Regions from separate parts of the Mus musculus genome. Here region 1 is linked to region 2. The links are chromatin contacts, called in public Hi-C maps. All regions are on one chromosome and are shown on one strand. The core of a region is the stretch at or near the end of the contact, and the rest is flanking DNA. Distances in the headings are between cores, read along the strand shown. Region 1 overlaps Atp6v1c1 (ATPase, H+ transporting, lysosomal V1 subunit C1). Region 2 holds the start of 1100001I12Rik (a long non-coding RNA gene).

Evidence for each region. A called contact is a pair of places that touch in the nucleus more often than the background predicts.
Region 1: a contact with region 2 is called in a Hi-C map of liver, with 1.9 times the contacts expected there. The contact joins the enhancer-like site here to the promoter of 1100001I12Rik in region 2. A contact is called at or near these places in 1 of 15 datasets of contacts at CTCF or cohesin (the NIH/3T3 cell line), 3 of 484 Hi-C or Micro-C datasets (bone marrow-derived macrophages and liver), 1 of 115 datasets of contacts at active chromatin or transcription factors (embryonic stem cells) and 3 of 9 other capture datasets (adipose tissue, liver and pancreatic islet).

Annotation. Positions count from the first base shown.
Region 1 is chr15:38,679,203-38,686,604 of GRCm38.p6, reverse strand. Atp6v1c1 (ATPase, H+ transporting, lysosomal V1 subunit C1) reads right to left here. Exons shown (of 13, transcript NM_025494.3): 6 at 7,194-7,285; 7 at 5,440-5,538; 8 at 3,596-3,664. Among named protein-coding and RNA genes, the nearest start is that of Atp6v1c1, 21 kb to the right of the region's middle. Within about 2 kb of position 3,849, at least 21 of the 459 cell types and tissues checked have an H3K27ac peak or open chromatin away from gene starts, as enhancers often do. A contact at or near this core is called in adipose tissue and liver, where this site is marked.
Region 2 is chr15:38,644,175-38,651,300 of GRCm38.p6, reverse strand. It overlaps 1100001I12Rik (a long non-coding RNA gene), which reads left to right and starts at 3,620. Exons shown (of 2, transcript XR_383959.1): 1 at 3,620-3,657.

The DNA of each region.
Region 1 (7,402 bases), core at 2,600-5,099, 35 kb before region 2:
GTTCAACTTCTAGCACCAGTCTGCTTGGTCAAACTGTCTCTTCTTGTCTCATGAACTATTCTTCCTCTTTCCAGTCTAATCCAGCCAGCTCACCAGGGTCTGCCTCAACCACTCTGGACTGCTATCAACTCCTGTCTCCCCACCCACCACACCCCCAATCAGAACTTGCCAGCTCGGTAACAGAACCCAGGTACTCTCCTAACCACTGAGCCACCTCTCCAGCCCATAGTATTTATTTATAATATGGTGATTCTAAAACAGAAGCAAGACTGATGAAACTGAAAGGGTTCTTGAGGAATTTAAATGCTTTCTTTTTAATTAAATAAATTAAAATTAGACAAAGTATTTTAAGTTTCATTTTCCCCAGAAGCCTAGTGAACTCCTCATCCGTCCAGTAAATTCAGGTGCTAACTACAGAGCTCACCTAAAGGCTGGCTTTAAGAACTAAATCTGCCCTGGCTCTTGACCAATCAGCTGGTCAGTCACTTGAGGCCACCTCCACAGCACAGGACAGGGAGGGCCTCACCGCCATCATCAGTGAAGTGCTCCTGATTCAGAACACTGACACCTCCTTCCCTAAGCCACCCTATGAAATGATCGCCTAGTTCTTTTCCTAGTGCCTTTCAAACTCAGGTGGACAGTGAGCCACAGGAAGGGTTTTAATGAGAGCTGGAGAGATGGCTCAGCAGTTAAGAGCAGGTTGAGGTTGAGGTCTCAGATTCATAACTACAGTTTCAGGGGAGCCAATGCCTTCTTTGACATCCCTGGGCACCAGGCATGCACATGGTACACATGTACACACACACACACACACACACACACACACACACACACACACACACACACAAACACTCCTAAAAGAATCTTTCAAATTTAAGAATATTAGTTGAAAACAAATAAACCTGGATGTGATGGATCACACCTGTGATCCCAACACTTGGGAATCTGAGCCATGAAGATCATTAGGAGTACAAGGCCAGCCCGGGCCACAGAGTGAATTCTAAGCTAGCCTGCACTACAGAAAGAGAATCTTTCTCAAAAGGAATCCAAAATCTAGGTAAGATGATACCCACGTATGCACTATCTAGCTAAGATGGTATTACTCAGCCCTTGGGAGGCAGAGTTGAAAGGATCATGAGCCCCAAGCCAGACCTGGCTACACATATGTCAAGCTTGGCCTGGTGGAACATACAGCCCTTGAGAGATAGAGACAGGCAAAGTATGAGTTCAGGCCAGCCTGGGCTACATGAGAAACTGTCTCAATAGAAATAAAAAGAAAAGGAAAGGAGAGAGGGAAGGAGGGAGGGAGGAAAGAATAGAGGAAGGGAAGGAGGGCGGGCAGGCAGGTGATCAAGTGATACTATCTATGTTTTTTTAATACTTATTTCTATTTTGAGTACTGGTGTTTGCCTGGATATATGTCTGTGCATCATGTGTGTGTGTATGTGGTACCATTGGAGGTCAGAAGAGACCTCCAATGTAACTTAAGTTACAGGTGATTGTGAGCTACCATGTAGGTGCTGGAACCAAACCTGGATCCTCTGCAAGAATAGCCAATGCTCTTAATGGCTAAGCCAACTCTAACCCCATCACTATGATGTTTTGCCTGCGTGAATGTTTGTGTGATGGTAACAGAGCCTTTAAAACTGGAATTTTAGGCAGTAATGAACTGCCATGTGGGCACTGGGAATTGAACACAGGTCCACTGAAGAGCAGCCAATGTTCTTAACCACTGAGCCATCTCTCCAACCCTACTACCCATATCTAATTTACTTAGTTTGAGTAAAGGCTTGAAACAATAACTACCTCGGGGTAACTAAAATTTTAGTTAACCGAGATGAGGATCAGAGCAGGCTACTTGCCTACTATGTGCCAAGTTCTGGGTTTAACCCCCAACACCACACACCCAAAATGAAAAATGTTAGCTACAAGGCAAACAAAAATCTTTATCAAGCCAGAGTTCCTTCCTGAATAGTGGGTGCCAGAGCAGGGCCCTGAAGGCCTAGCTGGCTTGTGTGAACTATATGCTCTGCCCATTGCTACTTGGCTAGCTCTATGTTCTCCATGGACATTGATGCCAAATGCACTTTACACTGTGAGGTGGGGCTGGGGATCCAAAAGGCCATTAGGACAAGTACTGCCTGGATTTTACTATCCTTCCTTTAAATTATTAAAGTGATTAGCAAACAACCTAACTCTCTGAAATGGTATAAAGTCCTTTCAAAATCAGAGCTTATTCACTAACTTATGCAGTCCCCCACCCAACCCCGAAGCCTGACTTCTACATGTCTACCACTAGAGGACACTGTGCACTGAGCCTCACCCTCCTCCTGGATACCTGCTTCCAGAATACTGTGTTGACCTCTGAGCTCAAATGATGTAGAGAAGTTACTACTGGTCAGGATCGACGGCCCAAATGAGACTGCATGTTAAGATACAACCACTGTCTTCAGTTTGCCATGTGAAGAGTTGGCTTTAATAAAGGGTATTACTCCAAATACAGGGGGAAAATCACAATGAGCTCAGATTTGTGACTTATTTCTCAATACTTGTCAAATGTCAACGATACCTTATGTTTTATATACTCTATCACGTCTTAAACTAACTTCCTAACTTCTTTGACATTTGAGAAAAGACAGTGGGACCCAAAAGTTCAAAGACATACCCAGGCAAGCTAGAAGAAGAACCATCAATAGGGTCCATGATTTTCCATTATACCAAACTAACTCCTGTATGGCACAATGAGCTGGAAAAGAAAGTACTTCTGGCCTGAGCTTACGAAGTTCACTTTCTCACTGTCTTTGATACCTTCTCTTTAACAAGGCATGTCATGCAGCAATAACTGGCCACAGACTGGTGATATAGGTCACAAGCTACAAAACCATTGTCAACCCTGCCTTGCCTTGCCATTGGGCACTTGGAAACCATATGCTTTAGACCACCTAAACACAGCCTCCTATCCTATGTAGAAATTAGCTGGCTAAAGTGCCTCACAGCACTGCTGTAACTAATAAATAGACAATGCACATTAAACTCATAACTCAAAATGCTTACTAAAAAGGCAAGCATTCTGTGGCTTTTTAAAGACTATACAGATCTGGCCCCATCATCTACTCAAACAAAATTTGAAGGTTCACACATTCCAGGAGCTACCTGATATGACTCCTTTGCTAGGTAAATGAAGACTTAGTTCCTAGAGGAGACACAGCAACAGCGGATGGAAGCTTCAAGGAGGCAACAAGATGTAGCAGAAGCCCCATAGCTGGCCCTGGCCAAGCTCCTTAAACCCATGGCTGGCCCTGGCCCTGGCCCTGGCTCTGGCCCTGGCATCATCTTCCCGGTAAGTGTGGCTCTGGCCTCACCTTATAGTCCTCACACCTCCATCTATGAAAATGAGGGGTCAAGCCAGGTATGCCACTCCCTTCTAGATATGAAATGGTGATAACTAGAGTTGACAATTTATGAAGTAAAAACAAGGGCTCTAAAATTACAGATTTACTGCAAAGGAAACACAGACCACAAAGAGATTTCCTAATCCCACAAGCTGTTGGAAGACTTGTAGGAAACAAAGCACTGTTGCAAGATGGCTACTTACTTGCTTGACCTTGGTACTACCATTTCTGCGAGCGTTTCATACTGCTTAATCCAGTCATTGTGGTTCAGCCTGCAGAAAGGACACAGTAAACATCAGGAAGGACAGACAAGTCCCATTTCTGCCATGTCCAGGAAGAGAAAACATGGGACACATGGGAAATGTGGCTCCAATAAAGCACATCATATGTGTAGCAAAACATCAGTCTCCTACTGAGGGCGCCTCACAAACACGGAATGAAGCAAGAAGTCTGGACTGCCTCCCGCACAGCCAGGGACTGTTGCGACAGAGGCACAGCTTGGCTTGTTAACGTGGCAAAGCACAGTACAGATTCTACATTATTTTTAAACTGCATGGCTGGAAAACATTAATTTATACCTCATTTAAAAAAACAGAAGAGGCCATGGGAAATTACTACCATTTGGTGGCCATTACAAAAGGCTAACTAAAACCCTATTTTACAGAAAGCAGGGCGTACCTCAGGAAGTAGCGAGGACACAGTAACAATAAAGGAGACTGCCTCAGAACACTGTGCAACAGCTTTCTGGAAAGGCCACTGGCTTTGGGGGTGTGGAGAGATAAGTATGTGTGATTTACAGTAAAGGTTGGTAGACACAGGTAGCTGACTATGTAAAGTGATCTACAGGGGCTCTTGTTTACATCTTATGGTACAAAAAGCTGAAATTTTCTCAACACAATTTTAAAATAAAGCCAAGTAAGAAAAATATGGGCAAATATAAATAGGATTTTAAAATAAATATCATGTTCCAATGTTCTGGGAACAACTGTGCAAGAAAAGCATGGAGCAAAGCTTTGCACCCTGGGCACAGTGATGTATGTGTGCCTGTGACTCCAGTACTTGGGAAGTGAAGGCAGGAGCAGGGCAAGCCCCAAGCCAGTCAGACCATAGTGCCAGTTCAAGGACAGCCCTAAAGAAAAAAAAAACCAGAAAAATCCAAAAGCCTACACTCTGAGGAGAAATGCTCCAGTCAGGTACCATTAGGGAAACTGATTCCCTTACTATTCCTCTCCATCCTCCTCCAGGAGCCAGTGTTTCTCTTTTATTCCCAATTCCCTAACCAGATAAAATACAGAACAAAGAAGGTAGGCTTCATGCAGTGATATTCTAAAAAAACAATGCAGCCTGTCTCAGCTTAGAATCCCCAGAGATGTCAGCAGTGCAGGACCTGAGGCCACTGAACGTGTCTCTCCAACACAGGCTTTTACGCCCTTCTTTTGAAACAGGGCCTTACCATGTATCTGGCTGGCCTGGAATCTCTTGTGCAGCCTAGGCTAGCCTCAGCTCACAGAGATCTGTCTGCCTCAGCCTGCCCACTGCTGGGATTAAAGGTGTATGCCACACTGTGCAAGCCACCCACTCAGTTCTACTCTTTACTTTCTACTCTTTAGATTCTCCAAAACTACACATTGAGCAAACATTCATACAGAAGTCAAAGGGAGACCTCAAAGGGTTATTAGATCCAAAGGTGAGCAAACTATGTGCATTTGTGTTAGTAAGCACAGTGCTTTTACTTCGCCTGTTCACAGACTCTGCGGCTGCTTCAGCTCTAACAACCAATTGCCACGGTAAAGCACAGCAGTTGTTAAGAGTGGCAAAGCCAAAAAGACTGCCCAGCCCTTTATAGGGAAAAAACACATTCTTCACTTTCTGGGGTCTTTCTGTTGTTTTTTTTCCGAGACAGGGTTTTCTCTGTGTAGCCCTGGCTGTCCTGGCACTCACTCTGTAGACCAGGCTGGCCTCGAACTCACAGACATCCACCTGCCTCTGCCTCCCCAGTGCTGGCATTAAAGGTGAGTGCCACTATGGACTCTTGAAACAGACATACTTGGGAACTACCACCAGCAATGTGACAAGATACTCCGAATCAAGAACAAAGTCATCTTTCTTCACGATTTCCGCCAGGCTTCGCGTTAGCAAACTTCCCCTGAAGAGTAAGAAGAGAATCACTGGTGAGTACATGTCCAAATGCTTCTGTAACCCAAGGAAAGAAGGGCAGGGTGATCTCGTGGTAAATGCACCTCAGAGGCATCAGTCTTAGGAAACAGTTTTGCTCCATAAGAAGTCAACAGTTAGGGGCTGGAGAGCTGGCGACTCAATTCCCAACACCCACATGGTGGCTCAGCTACCAGGTATCTGACACCTTCTTCTGACCTCCAAGAAAGAGCCCTAGGCATGCACTTGGTCCACATACATACAATAATACACAGAAAATAAAAACTTTTAATTAAAAAAAAAATGTATATAAGAAGTCAATAGTTAGCCAGATGTATCCTATCCCTGCAACCCAAGAAGTGCCAATGCCTGTCAAAGTTTGACATCAATGTCCAACTCTGTGCTTATTTTAATTACCATAGCTCGGTTCTTCTCTTAATTACATATCCTGGCTGGGACAGTACGAGTTACCAGATACCAGAGTCTATTTCACTGTAATTATGAAATTATGTCATCTAAGCACAACCTCTGCTTTCTCTCTTTCCCCAGATATAATGTGATACTATTTGGTCTTCCATAACGAAAATGCCTGTCCTGTTTGTACCACAGACCATCTCCATCCAGCTTTCTCCTTGGATGATGATACAACTTTGAACAGCTATGTACTTAAAACTACACTTGGCGGCTAGAAAGATGGCTCAGTGGTTAAGAGCACTTGCTACACAACCATGCAGACCTGAGTTCAGATACCAGCATCCATGTAACAAGCTATGCACACCTATAACCCAAAGAAGTGGCTAACACCAGGAGGGAATCTGATGACTCCCCTGTTCTCCGCATGTACACACACAGACTCATGTGCAATTCTCTCAAATACACCACATACATACATACACACACACACACACACACACACACACGCACACACGCACACACGCACGCACAAGGAAACTACCAATAACAAAACAGCCTAAAACTACACTTGCAATAATACTGTAAGATCAACCAAATAAGATTCCAAGTTAATACTTTAAAAAATCTAAACCTAGAAACAGAGAAAGTAGAAAATAATCATTATAGCACAATTACATAAAAAAAAAACTTTGAACCAGCAAGTGATTGCTATGTAATAAATAAATTGATAAAATAATTAACTTTACACAAATTTCAGTAAAACATCAAATGCATTAAAGGAACTAAACCATAGCTCACGTGACAAGTCAATTTATAAACAGTTTAATAAACCAGCAAACACTGATTTCTTCTCATTGTTCAAATTCTGTAAAATTACTGAACTTTCTCTATGAAATACTTTAGAAATCATAAGAAGTATTTTCCATGTGTGTACACGTAAAGAAGTGTACGTATGGCACACATGCGGGAGCCTGCAGAGGTTAGAAGAAGAAATCCGGATCACCTAGATATGAAGTTACAGACAAGTGTCAGCTACACGCGAGTGCTGGGAGCCAACTCGGGCCCCCTGCAAGAGCAGCCAACACTCTAACTGCTGAGCCATCTATCCAGCTCCCCACAAATCATTCTGATTACAGAAACAGCACAAACTAGAACTTTCTAAACCCTAATGGTGTCCCGCACAACATGCATGCATGCACCACACACACACATTTAGCATCCACAAAGACTTACGCGTTCTTTCGCTCTAAATTCTGAAGATTCCCTTTCAGGTTATTGTATGCAGACGCCCGAGACTTTAGGTCATTATCGATCTGAGTCACTCCCTTCAAAAGAGAAGAAAAACGGGCAAGTTATTTCTAGGTTTGCCTCTACCAATATAATTTAAATATTTTCTGGCATAAAAATATATGATTTCATTAAAACTTTAAAAGGACATTTAA
Region 2 (7,126 bases), core at 2,371-4,870:
AGGGGGCAGATAAAGACAGAAATGGGGAAGAGAGAGAGACTACCAGGAACACGTGGCAACAGAGACAGAGCATGCTTTGCTGGAGTGATGGTGGGGGGGGGGGGTTCCTTTTATACAAAGCCCATACCTGGTGCATCTGGTGGCCCCCACAGATGATGACATAAGCCATTGCTAGGTCCCTGAGAGGAGCCTAGTGGAATAGCTTGTAACTTAACATTCCTCCCTTTTTGTTTAATGAAAAATGAGGAACTAGGAAGGGGTGATGGAGTGATGAGGCAGGGATGATGAGATGACGAGGCAGGGGTAGTTGTAAGCTAACACCCAACCTCCCTAGACAAGATCCCTCCTTAAGCTTCACCCTGAAATCAGCTGCAATGCTGGTTACAAACACATCACCAGACTTGGAGATGGGCACATATGTAATCTCAACACGTAGGAGCCTAAAGCAGGAAGGCTTACAGGGTCAAAGGCCATCTTGGGTAACAGTGAGAGCCAGCCACAAACAAAGAAAAGGCACCTAGGGGTAGCCTGAAAGTGGGGTGTTGCTTGTTCCTCTGATATATCTTGGTAGTAGTCCCCTGCCTTTTTCTTCTCTTTTCTTTTTTCTCTTTCAGGTAAATTCTTACATATGCCAAGCAGACTTGGATTTGTTCTAAAGCAGAAGTGTTAGTCCTCAGGCTGCCCAAATATCCAGAAATGAGCTCAAGCTAGACTATACGGCATCTGGCAGTTAGAGCAACGCCAGCACTTCTCAGGAACTTGTGAAACTGGTTCCTCCCTTCCAAAAGGAATCATTTCCTTTACCACCAGCGAAATAAACATATGGCTACATGTGGTGGCATATCCAAGCACATGTGGTCTCCAGGGCCTCAGAGCAACAGGGCCACAGACCCTAGTAGGCCCCAGATCTTAGCAAAACTGACTCCATGATGGGGGTGCCATTCAGGCCAAAGTTCTCAGCACGTAAATAGCACCACCTATCAAAAATGAAGACAAAGACCTAATCCACCAAACACATAGTTCCGGGAAAGGCTCTAGATGTACTAACATTTTTTTTTTAACTTCTATAGTTCTGCTTCTGGCTAACTCTTCTTGTTAACTGAAGTGTGTCAACCCAGAATGTGTTTTGTGTCCTTAAAAACTCACCCTGAGGGGTTCAACAGTTAAGAGCACCAACTGTCTTTCCAGAGGTCCTGAGTTCAAGTCCCAGCCACCACATAGTGGCTCACAACCATCTGTAATGGGATCAGATGCCCTCTCTTGGTGTTTCTGAAGTGAAGATAGGAAGAATGTAGCCATATACATAAAATAATAAATAATATTTTTTTAAAAAGCTCACCCTGAGAAAGGCTCAGTGGTATATAGGGATCTGGAACCCTCAATGTAGTCAATGGCTGGCTAATAAAGACTTTCTGGTGGCTTAAACCCATGTCTGAGCAGTCTTCTCTGGTGGACACCTACAACATCAATAGCACAAATACCTGTTATACATCTCAGAGCTCCATGCTAACATGCTGGCGTCTCATCTCTCCAGGCTTCCCTCCTCTGAATACTGCTTGCTCTCTTTATAAAGCTCTCCCTTGCTCTGTTATTCTTTCTCCCATCACAGAAAGCTCTGGGCATATGCAGTCTGCTGGCCATGTGCAGTCTGCTTCTTTCTTTCCTCTGGACTCTTCCAGATCTCTCTCCCTCTCTCTCTCCCTCTCCCTCTGCCTCTTCCTCTGCCTCTCCCTCTGCCTCCCCCTCCCCCTCTCCCTCTCCTCCCCTCTCCCTCTCCCTCTCCCTCTCCCTCTCCCTCTCCCTCTCCCTCTCCCTCTCCCTCTCCCTCTCCCTCTCATCTACACTAAAAACCTTAACCATATCATAGAGTGCTCATGTTGGCAGTTTCTTTGTTGTGCCCCCTCAAATATAAGAAGATAGCCTTGACTTTCTCCTTTTTCTTCCTCCATCTCCTGAGTGTGAGTGCTGAAAGTATGTGCTACCTCTGGTTTTCTTAGTTTCCAAATATGGTGACTATAAATATTCTTAAATATTCATTGCAACAGTAATATATAAAAGCACCTGTGATTTCTACTGGTGACAAGGTCACAGGAAGGTTTGTTTTGTCTTATGTAAATGAAGATGGTCTTGAACAGGTCAATCTCCTATTTTCACAGTGTCAAGAATTACAGGTGTGCACCACCATGTCTGGCTTCAAAGTCCTAGGAACAAGTCAGTTTTGTTGACTATAGTTATAATTAAAATTTCAAGTTCATGCTAGGCATGGGTGCTATAGTAGCATGAAAACCCCACCAATGGAAAGCTGTTGTCTCCTAGCCAAAAGAACAGGATCTACTTCTGGCATAGTTTCTGCCCTTAAGAGTTAAGAGGATAGGGGATTTGGGGGGGGGAGGGTATGGGGGACTTTTGGGAGAGCATTGGAAATGTAATTGAGGAAAATACGTAATAAAAAAATATTTAAAAAAACAAAGAGTTAAGAGGAGGTGGGCAGAAAAACGTCAATTTGCCTAAGACTATCCCTAGGGTATGCGGGGTCCCAGATAAATAAATTTTAGCCTATGGTGGTGCACATCTTTAGTCCCAGAATGTGGGAAGGAGATACAGGTGGAACTCTGTGAGTTTGAGGCTGGCCTAGTCTACTGAATGAGTTCCAGGACAGCTAGGGCTATACAGAGAAACCCTGTTTCAAAAAACAAAACAAAAGAGTTGGTCTGGTTGGTTCGGGAAGGGGTAAGTAAGTTTTCCTTTTTCCTCTCTTCTGTTTTCTTTTTGACCTTGACCAGAAGAAGTCTGCTTTTCCTGGAGAAGTCTGCTTTTCCTGGTACTTCAGGCCTTTTCACTCTTCCTGTAAAGCTTCCCTCCTTACCTTATGGCTGTTTGTCTGTGCAGTGGCTGGCTTCCATGTTGCCTAACTCAAATGGCAAGGCTATTCTGTTTCTCTATTCTCTCTCCCTCTCTCTCTCTCTCTCTCTCTCTCTCTCTCTCTCTCTCTCTCTGTGTGTGTGTGTTGTTATCTATCTATCTATCTATCTATCTATCTATCTATCTATCTATCTATCTATCTAACATCTATCTATCATCTATCTATCTATCTATCTATCTATCTATCTATCTATCTATCTATCATCTATGTATCATCTATCTATCTATCCCCTTCCAGCAACTAAGATTTACCTGCCCTGGGCCTTTCCTTGAAAATTCAAATTGTCCTTGAGCTTCTGTTTGAATCCATTTGTTTGTTTATTTGTTTGTTTGTTTTAAAACAGGGTTTTACTATGTAGCCCTGGCCTGTAACTCACTAAGAGAACCAGGCTGGCCTATAACAGAGACCTGCCTGCCTCTATCTCCTGATTGATGGGATTAAAAGTTTGAGCTACCATTCCTAGTTTAAGTCCATTCTTTAAAAAAATGTACATATTTAAATACACACACATTGCCACACCACCTCCAGTAGGATCTGTGTGACGAGTTCCACAGACTGAGGCAGTTGACCTCAAAAGGGGAGGCCTCCTGGAACCGGTTGTGGAACTCTTCGATGGAGAAAAAATATTGAGCTGTAGTTCTCATGGCAATCTATCTTTTTTTGTTTTCTCTGATTCCTTTTCTTATTTACATGTTCCTGGTAGCCTAGGACAAGATCTTAAACGAGAATAATGGGTAAGAAACCATCCCTAGAGATGGGGCCACTAACATGACCTTATCCCCAGGGAAACCAATGCTTTTACTTTCTAAATCATTTACAAAACTATTATGATAAAAACTTTCCCAACAATAAAATTTCATATGACTACACGTGTGTCATCTGAGGTAGATTTCGGTATATAGTAAAGAAAGCCTTAATGAGAAAGAATTAAAATAGTTTAAATTTATATATTGAAGATTTATAAAAAACTCAGGCACTAGATGTTAAATAATAATTGACCATGGAGCTGGAAAGTTAGTTCAGCGGTTAAGAGCACTGACCGTTAAAGATTTATTAACCTGCTCCTGGAAATATGCCACTAGCCTTGGACGACAGCCCCCACTGAATACATCCTTTTAGAATTGTTCTATTTTGATGATTTATAATGATGTTACCTGTTCTGTTTGTGATTCACTGAATACATAGTTTCAGAGTTGTAATGCTTGGATGATTTTTGTGCTTCACTGTGCCAAATGATGTTTGTTGGTATTTGTGATTGTTCCACTGGATATAGTTTCTAAGAGATGTAATGTTTGGGTTTTTTAATGTATAAAATCCCCTGCTTGAGAGCTACAAAACACACTCAGATTCAAACTGCCTCTGTGTTTGGTTCTGTTTGTCACTGCCTAATCCTTACCCACCTAGCTTCAAGGACCCTCATTCCAGGGACCCCCATACCCGACTGGGGTGGTCGGTGGCAACACATATCTATCTATCTATCTATCTATCTATCTATCTATCTATCTATCTATCTATCTATCTACATTTGCTTGTGTGTGTGTGTGTGTGTGTGTGTGTGTGTGTGTGTGTGTGTATCACATGTGAGCTGCCTGCCATAAGCCCGTGCCGGGTCTTCTGATAAAGCATCAAATGACAGGCGGTGGTGGCACATGCCTTTAAACCCAGCACTTGGGAGGCAGAGGCAGGAGAATTTCTGAGTTCGAGGCCAGCCTGGTCTACAGAGTGAGTTCCAGGACAGCCAGGGCTACACAGAGAAACCCTGTCTCGAAAAAAAAAAAAAAAAAGAGTTACAGCATCAAATGCTTTAACCACTGAGCCATCTCTCTAGCCACAGCCCTAAGAATTCTAGGAGGGACCTTGATTTTCTTGGTATCATAGTGACAGAGGCCTGTAATCCCAGACTGAGTCACTATATGTAAAGAGATCACAATTTCAAGGCCACCATAGACTACATATTGACATTCTGTCTTGAGTGAATGAATGAATACGTTTCGTTCAGGAATAATGAAAATAAAGATATAATTTCCCCCTGCATCCATGTATCCATGTTCTCAGATCTTTTAACATAAAGGTCTCTGGGCTCCAGGTTAGGAATTCTTACCCTGAAAATCAATGGCTTAATTATTTTGAAGAAGTGTAAGCATTGTATTATACTGGCCAGAGCAGGCCCTTCCAGTACAAGGAGTCTGTTTCTTTCCTAGTTAAACATGGGGGCGGGGGGGGGGAGGGGGCTGATGCACCCCAGGATGGCCTCAGACTCCTTGAGGATGATCTTTGAACTCTTTTTTTTTTTTTTTTTTTTTTTTTTTTTTTGAGACAGGGTTTCTCTGTGTAGCCTTGGGTATCCTGGAACTCACTCTGTAGACCAGGTTGTCCTCAAACTCAGAAATCTGCCTGCCTCTGCCTCCCAAGTGCTAGAATTAAAGGTGTGAGCCACCACTGCCTGGCGATCTTGAACTCTTAATTCTCCTTCGCCTTCTAAGTCGTTACAAATGGTACCATCATACAGTTGATGGAAACCCAGGGCCTTATGCATGACAGGCAAGTGGTCTACCAACTGAGTACCCCTGCCCACAAACAGTTCTCAGGCTCTGGCAGTTACCTCCCACTTTGCCTGTTGGGAAGGGATTAAAGTGAAAACTTCTTTTCTTAGAGGATTTTGTTCTGGTTTATGTTATTCATTTGTTTAGTGAGGGCAAGGGAGATATGTGAGTGGAAGTCAAAGGAAGTTAAAGGTACAGGAAAAGGAACAAGTGAGGTGACTTGGGGACAAAGTAGGTCTTACTTCAGAGTTGCCTCCTAGGAGGTAAAAAATGCAATTACTTACATCTCTATATCTGTGACAGGGTCTCATACAGGCCAGCCTGGTTTTAAACTTACTGTGTAGTTAAGAATCACGTTAAACACCTAATCCTCCATTTCCAGAGTTCTAGATGTTGGGATTATGGCATATGCCACCATGGCTGGCTCTCTCAGTCAGCAAGATTGTTGAAATGGGCTGGGCGTGGTGGTGCACACCTTTAATTCCAGCACTTGGGAGGCAGAGGCAGAAAGATTTCTGAGTTCGAGGCCAGCCTGGCCTACAGAGTGAGTTCCAGGACAGCCAGGGCTACACAGAGAAACCCTGTCTCGAAAAACTGAAGGAAAAAAAAAAAAAAAAAGATTGTTGAAATGGGGAGGACCAGGGAACTCCCCAGATACTCGGGGCTCCCTTATGCACATAGGTAAAGTGGCTTAGTCAGTGTTCTATTGTTGTGAAGACATACTATGACAACAGCAACTCTTCCAAAGGGGCACATATCATTGGGGCTTGCTTACAGTTTCAGAGGTTTAGTCCATTATAATCACGGCAGGAAACATGACTTCATGGCTTCAGGCAGACAGATATGGTGCTGGAGAGTTAGATGAGAGTTCTGTATCTGGAACTGAAAATGGCAGAAAGAGATAGAGAGCCTCTGGGCCTAGCTTGGGCTTCTTAAATCTCAAAGCCAGCTCCTCCAACAAGAGCACACCTACTCCAACAAGGCCACACCTCTTGATCCTTTTAAACAGTCCCACGCCCTATGAGTCCATGGGGGCCATTTTCATGCAAAGCACCACAGATAGACAGAAAAGAAGGTGGGCCACAAAGAAGAAAGCACACCCAGGCCATGAGCCCTCTCAGAATCCACTGTGGTAATCTGCAATTGGTGAGACACCAAGCGTAGAAACAGAGTTGCTGCTTTGTGTCCCTAAGAATACTAAACACCATTGAGTGCTGAGAATAGGCAGCTGGAGAGGAAGTGCTAAACCAGGAGTCAGGAGGTCTGGCCTTGATGCTAGTCTTGCCATGTGAGCAGTTGCGCAAGGGTGCATCACTCATGCATGTGTATGGGCGCATGTTCCAGTCCTTATGGCCTTCATAAGTACACAGCTGGTGGCTGAAAACATGCTATTATTTCTGCCCCTGAGAAACCTGGGTCTCAACTGACCTCCAAGCTCCCTTTCTGGGAGGTTTGTAGCCATGAGGCTTCCTCTGATTTGTCATTGTCACAGACTTCCTTCTAAGGGAATTGGCTTCTATACATGTGACTCATCTCCACAGAGGGAACTCATGAGAGTCATGTGAAATGAACTTAACCTTGTACAAGTTAGCTGTGTGTTAGTAACCAGGCAGGCTAGGTGATCCTGCATTTCCAGTGAAGAATGGGAAGCAGGCATTAT